Regions from separate parts of the Gossypium hirsutum genome. Here region 1 is linked to region 2. Evidence: chromatin contacts called from public Hi-C data. All regions are on one chromosome and are shown on one strand. Each heading gives the region's core, a stretch centred on a gene start, on an enhancer-like site or on the middle of the called end of the contact. The rest is flanking DNA. Distances are from core to core; before and after follow the strand shown.

Region 1 (4,742 bases), core at 1,955-4,454, 160 kb after region 2:
AAATAAATTCCATGTACAAATATCATCATTTCATATTTCCATATATCAATTATCATGTATCATCATTTTCATGTATTTCAGGCAGATACGTGTAATAACTCATTTCTTATTCATATATTCTCTTGTCAGGATTTTTCTCATTGAATTTATTTGAAATATCGATGGATACACAGGTAGTACACTCGAGGTGTACAAATCAGGATCTGTCAACTCATATTCAGAGGTACCCTATTAGGGAAAATAACAAAGGAGCACACTCTCGAGCCACATATCAAGATAGTTAGATGAGCCATGTAACATGACACTTATCCAGGCTAAACAGGAAACTCATAAGAGTTTTACTGAGGAAGCTCATAGAGCTTATCAGATATCTCCGAAAAGATAGTATCAAGGAGCACCAGATAAGGTAACAGGAAGTTCAAGCGAGCCATGTTAGGAAGCTTATAAGAGCCTATATCAGGACGCTCACGTAGAGCTGCGTTTGTGTCCACATTATATGCTGGATCAGAATTGATTGAATTATGTAACAGGACGCTCACAAAGAGCTGCGGTAGTGTGCAACACATGCAAAACCACTACGAATCAAGATGCTCGCAAGAACTATTTATCAGTATGCTCGAGAGGGCTATATTAGGATTACTCGTCTGAGCTAAATCCCACTCGCAACATATGCAGGACCTTAATATTAATACAGGAAAATACTGTATCCATCAACTTTCATTTATTCAAATGGGATTTAACATTTTTCAGGCATTATTAGGCATGTGATTATTTCATACATTTATAATATTCATAGAATTCAAATAAACACATTTCAAATTCATTTCAAGCATAAAAATAACATTTTTATCATTCATCATTTATCGGGCATTATCATTTATTTCAGGCATTATCACTTATCGGGCTTTGTCAGATATATTTTCAATGTCATATATATGTGACATTTATACAATTCACAAAAACAACATTTAATTCAAGCATATAAATATACACAATTTAGTTACAAAAACTTACCTCGACAAATGTTTGTGTACGTAAAATCTACTAATCTGACCTTTTTCTCTTTTCTTCATTCTAACTCCGAATTTGGTCTATCTGGATCTAATTTGGCCAAGAAAGCTTGCTTTATCTTTCCTAGGGTTTCCATGCAAAATATTCGGGGAAGATGATGATAAATGATGATATTTTGTTATTTAATTAATTTATCATTTTTAATTATTTTGATTTCCAATTTAGTCATTAACCTTTTTCTAATTTTCCATGGATGAATCATCCAAAAATATCTACTAACTTTTAATTAATGGTCTAATTATCATATAAGGACCTCCACTTTAAAGTTCTATAGGCTATTTAATCCTTTTAGCTCTTAGAACTCAACTTGTGCACTTTGTGCAATTTGGTCCTTTATCAAATTAAACACGTAATCGATAAAATTTCTTTACAAAATTTTCATAAAATATTATTATCTACTATATATCATAAAATAGTATTAAAATAATTTTTTTCGGACTCGAATCTATGGTCCTGAAACCATTGTTCGAATTTTTATCAAAAATTGGCTGTACCATTCCTCACGGCTATAATATCTTCGATAACCAGCGAACTGCCAACGCGAAGCCTTTCTAGGTGGGCTAAACTACCATCTGTCCTAACGGTTCGCTTGACTGAGCACATGTCTCTATTCGGTGTAAACCACTTTATGGGAAAATCAAATCTGCCGGCAAGCTTACATCTCACCCTAATATATTTTCCTAAATTCATTCGAATATTAGGACATCGATTTGAAATTATAGTCTTGGTTTTATTACGAGGAGAAAAAAAATAGAAGCCTGACAAATTCCTCTGGTTTTGGGCCTTTAATAGATATAAGCTTTGGAAAACCGCGAGTTGTGGTACTTCATTACGTCGACAACAATCGATAAAATAAGCCACTGTGATCCACCAGGAGAACCCACAGAGTAGACAATGAGCAATCTGGTACTCTTGAAGGAGATGACAGAATAACGAATGTAAGGGCAAGTAGAACCCGACTTCTAGAGCATGGATGGGTAGCAAGAAGCTGTTGTCACTAGTATCAATAAGCCTGTGTAGCCCATCAGGAATGGAGAATTCATAAGCAAAATTAAGGTTTTGAATCCCCTGTGCGCCCAAAGCTCGACTCATTTCTTTTTCTTTTGTAGTGAAATGAAGAAGTTAGCTTTTACAAAGATTTTCAAAAGCACGCTTTCGTGGTGGGTAATGGGGAATTATTCGACCATTAGCCCCTTCATTCTCGACATATTTCTGATGTAGAAAAAGAAGAAAAAAAAGATAGAAGAAAGTTAAAATCTAAGACGAGGATGTTACCAAGATTTACCTTGAAGAAAGCTTCAATCGAGCCTGGTTGTAAAAAATGTTAAAATTGTAAGTTTAGGGTTTCAAAAACCCCTTTAAGGAAGTTTCTCTTCCCCGTATTTTGACGGTTCAAATAACCGAGGAGTGCTAACAGTTAGATACAAATAGGTGCGATTGACTCGTACAAGTGGCGAAGTTAACGTCATGTTCCAGTGGTCACTGCGTATTCTGCAAGCTGTATAAATCGAAGTGATGGCTCTAAGGAGTGTCACTTAATAGCCCTCCTTAAACCCAATAGGGGGGCTAGATTGTTATATACTTATGATCTCCAACCCGAAAACCAGATAAGGTCCGGGTTGCCTACCTGCGACTAGGCTAGGCCTTACCAGATTGATGCGTGCAAGCTTTAGAGTATGAAGTCAGCAAGGAGAGCTCGCGGTCTCAGCTCTCATATACCCAAGGAGTTACACATGTCCAACATGCATAGAGTTTACTAAAACCGTCAATTCTATGAACAGTAACCATGTATATAAATAATCGATTGTCCTCTTTAATGCGACACAACGAAAATAATACTCAACAAATATTTATTTGATTTAAAATTTAATATGTTTTATGTTATTAAATATATTTCTGTGCGTGTATCCACATTTTAATTGTCAATATCATTATTTCTTTTATTGTTAGTTTATGAAATTTCAATAACTTATTTTTTTTTTTAAAAATCCAAACAAAATAATTATAAATATTAGTATTTTTAAAGCATGCATTTTAAAAATTATAATTTAAAAAAATTAAAAATTTTAAAAATTTGATGCAAGGATTTGGATTTTTTTAGGAAGAAATGGATTTTTGGGCTAGATTTGAGATTCAATGGGCTTTCGTGAACACTACTATTATATTTTTCTTGATAAACTAATTTAAAATTGATGTCAACTCGTTCGCAGCTGTTTCTTCCCTGTTTCTCCGATCCCCATCCATGTCAGAAGCTGAACAAGCCAATTCCCCAAAGCCTCCTCCAGTAAACTATCTTTTTTCTCTTCATTTATCTTAAATTCTGTGTATTTTTCTTTTCCATGTATATATGTTTAAGTTCATGCATGTCGACAAATGCTGCCGCTGGTGGGGGGATGGCAATTATCTCCTATAACTGTGAAATTGATTCGAAAATTTGAATTTTGATGCTAGTTTATCAATGGGTTTTGTTAATACACTACATGTTCCATAAAAAACACGATTTTTTATGCTGATTTTACTTTCCGGAAGCAGTCAAATCGATTATCATTTATTTATTTGTGTTCGAATGTGTAGTATTTAGAGGTTTTATGCAAAAGTTCCGGCAAGAAAACCCGGTTTGCAGCCGGCACTAAGGCCGGATTTGCAGTGTCATTGATAAATAGAAAGTTGGGTATCGGAGCTCCGGTTGCCTTGCATATTGAATCCTTTAGAGAAGGGGAGGAACCCATTATTTTTGGCCCTGATGCTGTTCTTGTGAATTATGGCAATGGTTGGAATTTGCAAACTGTTAATGAAATGGATTTTCCTGGTACTTGACTTCTTATCAGATTAAAGTATAATTATGCTTTTGGGTGTTGGGATTGTGTAGGTTCTCATTTGCTTACATCCTTGTCCGTGTTTCCTGTTTAGGCATTGGAAAAGGCAAACATGTTCGGGGATTTCCGACACAGCTCCCTAATGGAAAGGTAATAACATCCTCTAGCATTTCCTTTAATGTATGTTGTCAAGCGGTTTTCAGATTGAACAATTGTCAGGATGATTTGATTAATGTTTTCATGACAAAGAAGAAATAAAATTTTGTAAGCATTACATGCCTCCGCTGAGCTGCTTTACGTCTTCAGTTGCATATCTGCAGTTCTAAGACTAGTTTGGAATTATAGTGGTTGTGTCATTACATGGATGAAGTGTTGTAAAAAGGGAATGCCAATTTGAAAACCTTCCTTTTTGAGGTGCTATTTCCTCATGATCTAGTTGCCGTTACTGGAAATTAGTAATGAGAAATCAATTTTGTTTCAAAGTTTTTAATATTTTCAAATAACCATACAAATTCATATAATTTTCAACAAATATATGCTTATTATAAACATCAAACTAGATTATATTTTTAACAATAAAAATCTGGATTTACGTAAGTCATTTTATTGTTTCAACTCTCTAGTACATGTTCATCTCATATTCTTGATTGATATATATTTTATTTGTTCACTTTAATAGAATTTTGATGTCTCTCTTGGCTAACATGTTTTATTATATTTTTTTTCATTCTTAACAGAACGTTGATCTCACTAATTCTCGCAAAATGGTTTCAAAACCAGGAATAAGTTTTCTTTACATTGCAAAAGTCTTGTTAGCTTTTGTTTTGATGTTTATGTTGGCGGGAGTTTTCATGT
Region 2 (4,901 bases), core at 2,060-4,559:
AAACGAAGAATACCATTGTTAACTTTCTATCTTTATGTTACAGTAAAGATGTCTTAGAACTGCATATTGGAGATATGCACCATAGATGCTCAAGCATTCTTTCTGTTTGTTAAAGTTCTTGTGTGATGTGTCTGGTTCTTTCTGTGGGGCCTGGGAAACAGTTTTACGCAGATTTGATGTCTCCCAGACAAAACTTGGCAAAGGTTAAAATTTATTATGGCAGTTTGGGGAGCTAATTTTCGCCATTGGTATTGTATGATTGGGGCCAAACTTGTCATATTTCAGTAGAAGTCTCTGATGCTACCATTCAGTGTAGGAAACAAGTTTTATGTTCTGTTCTCTGTATCTTTAAGAAGCATATCATTTCTTGTTTGCTTGTTGGATGTTAATGTAAAGTGGGGAAGTCTTTGAGTCTCTATCATCGTTTCAAGCAGGAACTGTGAGATCAAATCAATAGTTCCATATGGGGTTTTCGTTGAGATAGCTCCAGGACGAGAGGTACATTTTTTTATCCTGAAAATTGTACATTTTTTGGTAAAAGTTTAATGATTTATACAGTCACCTTATTTGTAAGTTTAGGTAATATAGAATTTGTTTTACATAGAAAGTTTTCTCCTTTGCTTTAACTCACATTTCCATTTGTGTTTTAATTTGAGGTTCATACAATTGGGATGTATAAAAAGTATATATACATACACACACTTGTATGCACTATTTTTGGTGATACTTTTATAGTTGACACAAAAACCATGACTTTTCTTCTCGCAATAAAATTACTTCAAATTGAAGCAATTGAGCAAAATATTGAAAGAAGAGTCCTGTGGTGCTTGAAATACTAACAAATTTATATAAGGAAAGTGTGAGATTTTTAGTGACGAGTATGGGAGATTCAAATGTATGAAAAAATCTGTTCTCTCAGGGACTTTGCCACATTAGTGAGCTGACGTCAGACTGGTTGGCCAAGGCTGAAGATGTAAGCATATTTTTCTGTTTCTTTTATCCTCAACTTATAGATGCTTTATTGTGATGAGCTATTGAAATTATTATTTGATGTAATTTGGTTCCATCATAGGCTTTTAAGGTTGGTGAACGTGTTGATGTTAAACTTACCGAGGTAAGCAACTTATTTTTTGTCTTGTTGACAAGCTTATTCAATCATAAACTAGATATGGTGAATGTTGTCCACTTAAAATTGATTTATCCATGCATTTTAGTGTTGGATCCCTACTATCTTTGCTTGTATCATGCTAGTACATTACTAATTGTTTAAGTGGTCTTATCTCACATCTATCAAGTATTAGTTTCCCGTTGCCTTGTATTAAAGTAGGTCTTTCAGCCTATTACCAATTGATTTTAGATTCAATGCTGAACATGGTATCACAGCCCAGGTTTTATTATGTTGTTCTTCCTACCTATCTCCATGTGAGGTTGACGACCCTCGGTGAGGTTGTCCATGTGTAGGCCTTGTGAGCTACTCTTGAGGTGTTAAGTGGTTTTATCTCACATCTACTAACTATTAGATTTCTTCTGGTTTTATCTTAAAGTTGGGCCTTTTCTATTATCAATTGGTTTTAGGTTGGATGCTTAACAACTAATCTTCTCATTGTATAAAAAACTTGTTATTCTATGCATTCGATGTTGGCTTGCTACTTACCACTTAATAAGTTGATGATAACCATATACTTAACTGGATGTTTTACCGTTATTCCGTGGCTTGTTCATGCAGTACTCAACCATTCTACAGGCTTGAGCTATATTCTAGTACTATGCATATTAAATATGTAATCAGTGAGATGGTAAAAGTGGTTCCCAAATTTTTATCCTTACTGTTGGTCTTGTAAATCCATCAAAGAGCTAGATTGCATCAATTATTAGTCGTTTTCTTTATCTGCACCTTTTTTCCTTACTTCAAAAAATCTCTCTCCATTAGCTGTAGCTGTGTCACCTAATGCAGGTTAATGATAAGGGACAACTTCGCCTTAGCCGCCGTGCACTTCTTCCTGTTCCTGAAACAAGTCCAGAGGATCCCAGTTCAAAGCAGCTTACTGGCAACCCAGATGTGGTTGTTATTGCTGATTCTGGTAAAGCATCTGACGAAGGTGCACCTCAAAAATATGTGAGTGTCCCCAAAGCAGAGGGTTTAGCTGAAGAGAAGATTGATAGGGCCAAGGTTAAAAGTAGTGCTACCAAAGTTGCAACCTCATCCAAAAGTAATTCTGCGGAGACCACTCTACTTCCACGGAAGAAGGTTTTTAAGAGGGTAAAGAAGAGTGGCAGTAAAGCTGTCACTGGTGTCTCCAGCAATGATGGGGAGTAGTCAATAACTGAATGGGAGTTTTATTGTGCTTATAATATGCTGACAAGAATTTCCATATCCAATGACCATTGTACGAAAGGTGACAGAATAGCTTCCTCACATAGAAGAAACAGAGGTAAGGCAACCTACTTTCTTTTGTTCACTGGTCCTTTTAAACACCATTTAAAGCAGATATGCTGTTACAAAAAGCAGACTACATCAACGTCTTTCTAGTCTTATTAATTGCTTGTGATTCCATTATGAGAACTTGCGTTCTTGTTGTTGGGTTCAATGTGGAGTTATAAATTACTAATCAGATAAGTTCTTGAATTGCTTATCATGAGGTAACTTACCAATTAAGCATGCGACATTAATTATGACTGGTAAGAAAAGGGGGAAAATGCCTGGGTTGTCTCAAACAAATGAAATAGCACTAGAACCTGAGCAGCAATATACTCATTGGATGAAATGGGTACTGGATGCTCATACCGATAGTCTGAAATCTATTGTTACTAGTGAATTGGCTAAATATTAGATTCTTGTACAGGTACATTTCATCATAACTGGAGACCTACACTTGTGAAATGTGATTCAGAAGCTAGTCTTCGTCTCATATTTTTATGTAAGATGGTTAAGGCAGGTAAGGCTGCCACAAGCTGGATCTCAAGTTCTGTTTCAGAGAAAAGAAATAACATTTTGATGGTTGCAAAGTTACTGATTTTATGCTCTGCTAGCCCCCTTGTTTTCTATTTTCTGTTTGGACCATTGTTTTGTATTGGATCTTGGGTTTGGCAAATACATATTTATGCATTTGAAGAAAGGTGAAGAAAAAAGGACTAGGCAAATTGGTTGGATCGGTCTACTTATTTAAACAAGAATTCAAATATTTTTAAAAATAATTTAAATATTATATGTAGTAAATAGTTGATAAAAATTAGTGATGGTAACAGGGCGGGGTGGGGCGGACTTTTGGCTGCCTATTCTGACCAGATACTCTACCGTCATGCCTTGACCTTGACCTGTCCCTGAGCTTAAAAAGAATTAATCTGTCCTGAGCTTGAAAATTAATTGCATACCTGACCCTGATCTAATCTTGAGTTCAAACTTTTTTTATTGGAAAATGTGATTAATTAAATTCAAAATTATTTTTAAAAAAATTATGCTTGGGGTGACTGAGTGAATATATATTACATCATAGAAGGAAAAAATAAGAAACGAAAAGGAGAGGGAGGTTTGGAAAAATAAATTAAAATGAAAGGAGGAAAGAAACTAGTAAAATAAAGGTCATAAAATGATGTTGGGAGTGATAAAGCATAAGGAATTTTTTCACTTAATATAAAAAAATATATAAAGATAGATTTTTGTAAATATTTAAAGACGGGATGGTTTCGCATTAAACTTGGCCCCGAAAACAAAATCTACGCTCGGCATTAAAAGTTTTTTTTTAATGAAAAACAATAAGTTAGCTCTTTTTCAATATTTACAATCAATTTATTATGATTTTGATTTCTCTTTTCTTTTTTCATATGGCATGTACATGGATTGGATAGATTTTGGATTTTTGGTTAAATTTGCTTTGTAGGCTTATCCCGTTCAGATTTTTCATCACTGATATGGACTTAATCTTAGGTGATACTTGATTCGTTAAATGTAATAGAATAGCAATGATAAAAATCGAATATTACAAATTATTGATATTACAGCTCTTCTATTTTTTTTCCTCCTCTCTATTTTATGTAATACCCTCAATTCGATTTGAATAGTCAGATCCAAATCTCGGGGGTTACCATATAATTACATACAAGAATTTGAGCTGCTAGTACAACTTCCAATTATTTACAACTTTACCTATCACGAATTTAAACCAACATACAAAAAGCTCAAGTAATTACACAATGCTAAATAAGATAGTTTAATTACAAAGGTTTCCAATCTAATATCTTAACTTATTACGATTATCTATGCCACCAAACTTGTATTGTATGCATAATAACCTGATATGCCATTCTTTTTGGCGTAGTCTTGGCGTCATCCCTCTTGGCGCAAACTTAATCCTTTAAGCTTGAAACAAGAGCATAAGACATTAATAAGTTCACAGAAATTTAGTGAGAAAATTTTCATTTACCTTAACTGGTACTTTTATAAAATAGCATATAGCTCAACAATGCGATCTTTTCTTTTTCTCAAGGACATAGTTCTATTAAAGAGAACATTATCCAACTCAGACATATTTATTCTCCATGACTTGCCATATCTTGTCTTGTATCCACTTTCATCATTTTGACAATAACTTTGAACTTTCCAAGAATTTCTATCAACTCTTTTTATTCATAGTTTCTTATCAGTATCCTTTGCAATTCGACACATTCAGAACTTCATTTCAAACATAGATTTAACCCATGCTAACTTTCACAATTACGGATAATTGATGGATGGCCTCTTCTATTATTCAGTCTCAAATATTTGTTTAGAAGTGTCTTTTCAATAAATAAATAAAAACCCACATATTTGAATATCTCTTCAACTCATCATTTTCAGTAATTTCTTATCTTTGTTTAGTATTTACCTTGTATTCATTAGATACCTTAAACTCATGCTATTCTTA

Evidence for each region. Hi-C and Micro-C count contacts between places; a contact is called where the count stands out from the background.
Region 1: a contact with region 2 is called in a Hi-C map of leaf, with 2.7 times the contacts expected there. The contact joins the promoter of LOC107891229 here to the enhancer-like site in region 2. A contact is called at or near these places in 2 of 34 Hi-C or Micro-C datasets (both in leaf).

The regions. Positions count from the first base shown.
Region 1 is chrA11:92,633,967-92,638,708 of Gossypium_hirsutum_v2.1, forward strand. It overlaps LOC107891229, which reads left to right and starts at 3,205. Exons shown (of 4, transcript XM_016815961.2): 1 at 3,205-3,355; 2 at 3,646-3,880; 3 at 3,982-4,037; 4 at 4,625-4,742. The coding sequence starts at 3,314.
Region 2 is chrA11:92,469,217-92,474,117 of Gossypium_hirsutum_v2.1, forward strand. It overlaps LOC107891187 (probable polyribonucleotide nucleotidyltransferase 1, chloroplastic), which reads left to right. Exons shown (of 25, transcript XR_001682143.2): 21 at 435-498; 22 at 920-973; 23 at 1,073-1,114; 24 at 1,955-2,432; 25 at 2,844-3,116. Among protein-coding and RNA genes, the nearest start is that of LOC121210171, 13 kb to the right of the region's middle. Within about 2 kb of position 3,310, at least 4 of the 9 cell types and tissues checked have an H3K27ac peak or open chromatin away from gene starts, as enhancers often do. A contact at or near this core is called in leaf, where this site is marked.